2 separate regions of the Oryctolagus cuniculus genome follow, and region 1 is linked to region 2. A link is a contact called in public Micro-C data. All regions are on one chromosome and are shown on one strand. The core of a region is the stretch at or near the end of the contact, and the rest is flanking DNA. Distances in the headings are between cores, read along the strand shown. Region 1 holds the start of PTPRE (protein tyrosine phosphatase receptor type E). Region 2 overlaps PTPRE (protein tyrosine phosphatase receptor type E).

What was found. A called contact is a pair of places that touch in the nucleus more often than the background predicts.
Region 1: a Micro-C map of ear pinna shows a contact between it and region 2, with 14 times the contacts expected there. The contact joins the promoter of PTPRE here to the enhancer-like site in region 2. A contact is called at or near these places in 3 of 6 Hi-C or Micro-C datasets (ear pinna, psoas muscle and an unstated tissue).

What each region holds. Positions count from the first base shown.
Region 1 is chr15:4,017,782-4,020,481 of mOryCun1.1, reverse strand. It overlaps PTPRE (protein tyrosine phosphatase receptor type E), which reads left to right and starts at 1,267. Exons shown (of 21, transcript XM_051833517.2): 1 at 1,267-1,485.
Region 2 is chr15:3,924,998-3,927,697 of mOryCun1.1, reverse strand. All of the region lies in intron 2 of PTPRE (protein tyrosine phosphatase receptor type E), which reads left to right. Among named protein-coding and RNA genes, the nearest start is that of PTPRE, 93 kb to the left of the region's middle. Within about 2 kb of position 1,362, at least 1 of the 8 cell types and tissues checked has an H3K27ac peak or open chromatin away from gene starts, as enhancers often do.

The DNA.
Region 1 (2,700 bases), core at 18-2,517, 93 kb before region 2:
AGAGCCTCACAGCAGTTCGAGTTTGTGCTAAACGGACTTAACAGGAGGGCTCGTGTGACCTGGCTTTCAACTTTGCCAGGGTCTCCAGACGATGTGTGAAGGGGTTGTCTGGGAGGGCAGGTCTGAATCTGGGCACTGCAGTCAGTCAGCAGAGAGGTGAAGGCTGTGAGAGGAGAGGAGGCAGGCGGAAGACACCGGGAAGCTAGCCAGCAGCTGGACTTGGAGGAGGACCCGGCCGAGGCATGACTGCGCAGAATCGGAGCAGGAGCCAAGTGAGGTCTGAGAGGCAGGGGTGAGCCGGCAGGAGCTGAGCCAGGAGGAGGGGTCCCGGGAGATAGCTCTCCAGAGCCATTTGCCCATGGCTGGGGTTTGGAGCTCTGGGGTCAGGCAAGGTCCCAGGGACAGGTGGGGGCAGGGAAGGCAGCCAAGCTGCGGTCCCCACTTGTGCCACAGCTCTGAGCACCCTGTGCAAGGGAGCCATGTGCTGGGCATGCCAACTGGGTGGTCTCAGCCAGTGGGTGCCCCTTGTTCCCCAGTCTCTGGGTCTGCAGCTGTGGCCAGAACAAGTGCCACACTTCTGAGAGTGGCCGGGGGCTCCAGGTGCGGCCAGGCTGGCCAACCTAGTACCACTTTACCGCCATTCAGACACTCAGCGACTCACCCATGAGGCTGAAGAGCCAGGTGGCCCCTGGGAAGGAAGTGTCCCTCAGCGGGGCTGGGCCTCCACCCAACCCACGGGGAGGACACAGGGGCTCAGGCCGAGTCTCAGCGGCACCCTAGTCCTTCACCCTGGAATGGACCTGGCTCCGAGCCTCCATAAAGGCTCCGGACCGAGTCTCCAGGACCAGCAGGCCTGGGCTCTCTCCCGGGCTCCTCACCCTGATTCCTTCTTTGGAAGCCACCAGATTTGCACCTCTCTCAGCTTCTCCAGATCACAGGTGGAACCCGGAGCCCCGCGTTCCCCTGGGGCCTCTGCGGGACCCTAGACAGGGTTCCCAGGAGGCGTGGGACAAGGCCGCATTTGTGCTCTCCATGCACCCTCAAACGCACCAGGGCCCAGGTGCCGGCCCCGGGTCTCCCCGGAAGGGACACAGCCCCAGCAAAGTGACGTCCTCCAGCGCCTAGGTGCGCCAGGGCCTCAGGCCCCGCCCCGCCCGGCAGGGCCACCGCCCCAGGAGGGGCGGGCGCGCGGGGTGCGCTCCCCACGCCGGGCACCAGGCGTCGCCGCCGCTCCTCGCAGCGCCAGGCCCCCGCCCCCGCCGCGGAGCCCGGGCCGCGCGCGAGCCCAGGAGGCGGCGGGACGCGGCCGCACAAATTTCCTGCTCGGCTGCGGGCGCCAGGACCCCGCTGGCTCCGCGCGTCCGCACGGGCCTCGCTCGCGCGCGGAGGGGACGGCCGGGCCCGCGGAGGGCTGCGGGCGGCCGCCCGGGAGATGCGGAGGCGCCGCGGCGGCGCGACCGGCGCGACTGGACCGGTGCCCCCGAGGTGAGCGGCGCGCGCGGGTGTGGGCGGGTGGCCGTGCGCCCCCGCGGGTGGACACAGCAGGCCCCGGCCGCGCGGCAGGAGGGAGGAGCCGCCGGGGCGCCGCGTCCCGAGCCGAGCGCCCGCGACTGGGGACCGCGCGACCGCTCCCACAGGGTCCCCGTCCCAGCGTGGCGACCACTGGGAGCTCTCGCTCCGTCTCAGCAAACCGGAGCAGAGCGTGCGAGGCTGCGGGCGACGGTGCGAGGGGGTACGGCGACAGGGGACGGATGTGGACGCCACGGAGCCGAGAGGGGCTGCGCACGCGGGGCTGGGAAGCGACTCCAGTTGCACTGACGCTGGGATGGGCGGGGGCGCCCTTGGGTTCCCTGAGGAGGGTGCTCCTGGGGGCCACGAGGTGAGCCCAGAGACCCCTGCGGGTGGCCCGGGGAATGGGGACGCTGTCTTAGTGTGCTGCGTGGGTAGTCGGGTCACTGGAGCCCAGCGCACTGTGCCAAGTCCCTGCTCCCTGGGGCCATCTGGGGCGAGCCCGCGGGTTCCCCCCTGCCCCGGATGGGGAGCCCGAGCCAGGCCGGGTGGACAAGGCACTGGACCTGACCTGAATCCCTTCCGGGCATGGTGGGCCCTTCCTGAAAGACTGGACAATGACACTTGCAGAATTGTGACCTGGATGGGTCTTGAGTTGCTGTCAGAGTCTCGATCTAGGAACCTCGGGGAAGAGCCTGTGGTTCAGAATCCCTGAGTGAATTCCAAGTTGAAGAAAGGCCAGAGTGTGGTTCTGTGTTCCAGAAACTGCCTTGTCTGTGTCCAGCAGCTCTGCTCTGGATGCGGGGCACCTGGAGGTCTTTGCAAAATAGGGACCTGTTTCCGTTTACACTGTGTGTGTGCGTACATACATGCATGCATATGTGTGTGCATGTGAGTGTGTGCACGTGTGATCGAGTATATGGGGGGCCCACTAAGCCAAAGGGGAGCATGAAATGATGAGGCGCAGGTGGCTGAGGCTACCACTAGGGTCCCTCGGCCTCATGGCTTTGTGTGGACGGTCCAGGGGTCTGAGTTTCCCAGCACAGGCTCTTGGCCTGCAAGGGGCAGAAGGCTACGTTGTGTGTGGAAGGGGCCTGGGAGGTGGGGGGTCTGTCGTCCATCAGAAGGACCTGAAACAGCTCTCAGCCCTGTCCCTGAACTTGACCTCTGGGGACAAGGTCTCTGCTCACT
Region 2 (2,700 bases), core at 113-2,612:
GTGAAGGGGGAGGGGTTACCTAGCAGGCCACTGTTCGGGTGAGTTTCCCCCTAAAAGGACAAGCGTTCTCCCCAGCCTCGGGGTCGTGGCTCACCACGTCCCTGGCTCACAGGCAGGTGCACACGTAGACTCCATGGTCCAAGCCGCTTTGGAGAGGGAAGCGGGTGCAGCCGCCGATCGCACTGAGCAAACAGCCTTGAACTGATCGGTCCCCGGCAGACGGGGGCTCACGGTCCCTGACCCTAGAGCCTGCCAGGATGCCGAGGGCCCTTCACCCCGAGCCCCTCAGGGCAGCCCTCAGCCCCTGGTGCACCAGGCCAGCCCCTCTTGCCAGTCTCAGCCGGCCGGTTTGCAGTACTGATGCACATTGGCCTGCTGGTTCCTGGCCCCATGTGTCTGCACCCCAGAAGGGGACTCCCCCTTTTACAGGTGCTGAGCCCCTGCACACTGAGCGTGGCACCGCTGGGGGTGTGCAGCCGGTTCCCAGTTCTGCTATCAGGAGCAGAGAACGGCTTGGCCTGGGCCACTGACGCTTTCCCCTGGAGAATGAAAAGGCTGTTCTCCTCCCTGGGCACAGGAACCCTCCCCTCCTCAGGGAAGGGGCCCTGCTGTCCCCAGCTCAGGCACTGGCCAGCCTGCTCTGCCTCCAAGGACCCCCCCTTCCTTCCTCGCTGCCTCTTTGCCTCTCTCTTTCCCCTCTCCCCACGCCTCCTCCCTGCAGTGGCTCCCAGCTCATCAGCCGGTTTGTTCAGCAGCGAAACTGACCCCTTAGGCCACAGACAGGCGGCAGGCAGGTGTCCCGGAGACAGCTCTGCCCCCAGCACAGTGCCTGCCTTAAGTTGCCGTCCTGTGAGCTGTCTTCAGAATAATTGATTTTGCTGTGCGTGGAGGGATGGATGCCGTGGGGAGAAAGCCAGTCTCCTGGCTCGCAGCGTCCGTGTGGGGGTGAGTCCTTGCCCTCCTTGCAGGCCAGGAGATGCCATTCAGCGGTGCAGCTTGCTGACCGAGGCAGAGGTCACGGAGGTGAATGGGTGTGAGGGTTGCTAATTAATCACTCTCAACATAGCAAGGGAATGGAGAAAAAAACATGGTTGGAAAATAAATGATCTGGCACGAGTGACGTCCTTATGTGGGGAAGGGAGGAAATGCAGATGCCACGTGTGGGCAGTGACCCTGGAAAGATGCCCCCCTCTGGAGTGTGACCTTGAGACATGCAGTTACGAAGGTTCTAGGCCGGGGCCTGGGAGCGCCAGCCAGAGCAGTGGACCTCTCTATGGCTTCCCCAATGGCGCCACCTGCTGGTCATCTCCGACATGGTCAAGCGTGGCGCATGCGCCGAAGCAGCACACACAGGGAACATACCCCAGACAGTCCCGTGGCTTGTACCCAGCCTCAGCAGGTGCTTAGCAACTGTGGATGCTTGAACATGCAGGTGCAGAGGTGGCGCCCTGAGCTTGCAGGGTGCAGCGTTGCTGTCCCTCTCCTGCCAGGTCAGAGCATAGCATGGGCCAGTATGGTCCAGCATGGTCTGCTCCTCAACCACCTGAATGGCGGGCCTGTGCTTCCGGCCATGGAGGAGAGAGGCTCTGGGAGGCAGGGGGACGAGGCCCAGCACCCAGACATGCGCCCCAGCCTGCCTCTCTCCCGTGGTGGGGATCTGTCCAGGCTCCTGGCTGCTCCTGGAGCCTCCCGGCCAGGTGCTGGGCTGAGTTCTGGAGAGCAGGAACCCCAAGGCCTTGTGGTCACTGGGAGAGCAGCAGCTCCCTGCCGATCATCCTAACTCCTCTGCCTGGGAGGCCTGACCTGGCCTCTTGGTGAGCCTGGACAGGGACAGATCCAGCATTACCCTTGCACTGCTGAAAAGCTCCGGTGAGAAATCTCCCCAGGACCCGGATCAGGAAGACCTGACCCAGCTCAGAGAACCTCTACCAGGACCCAGTCCGGAAGGAAGCCATGCCGCAACCTCCTCCCACAACGGCTGTCTGCTGGCTGGGATCCTTCTCGGCTCAGGAGTCAGCAGGGTGCACCTGCTGCCTGTGGCGTGGGAGGAGGCGTCACTGTGTGGGCATCACCACCTGTGGTGTGGGAGGAGGCATCACTGTGTGTGTGGGCATCACCACCTGTGCCATGGGAGGAGGCGTCACTGTGTGTGTGGGCATCACCACCTGTGGTGTGGGAGGAGGCGTCACTGTGTGGGCATCACCCCCTGTGACGTGGGAGGAGGCGTCACTGTGTGTGTGGGCATCACCACCTGTGACGTGGGAGGAGGCGTCACTGTGTGTGGGGGCATCACCACCTGTGGCGTGGGAGGAGGAGTCACTGTGTGTGGCATCACCACCTGTGACGTGGGAGGAGGCGTCACTGTGTGTGTGTGGGCATCACCACCTGTGACGTGGGAGGAGGCGTCACTGTGTGGGCATCACCCCCTGTGACGTGGGAGGAGGCGTCACTGTGTGTGTGGGCATCACCACCTGTGACGTGGGAGGAGGAGTCACTGTGTGTGGCATCACCACCTGTGACGTGGGAGGAGGCGTCACTGTGTGTGTGTGGGCATCACCACCTGTGACGTGGGAGGAGGCGTCACTGTGTGGGCATCACCACCTGTGACGTGGGAGGAGGCGTCACTGTGTGTGTGTGGGCATCACCACCTGTGACGTGGGAGGAGGCGTCACTGTGTGTGGCATCACCACCTGTGGCGTG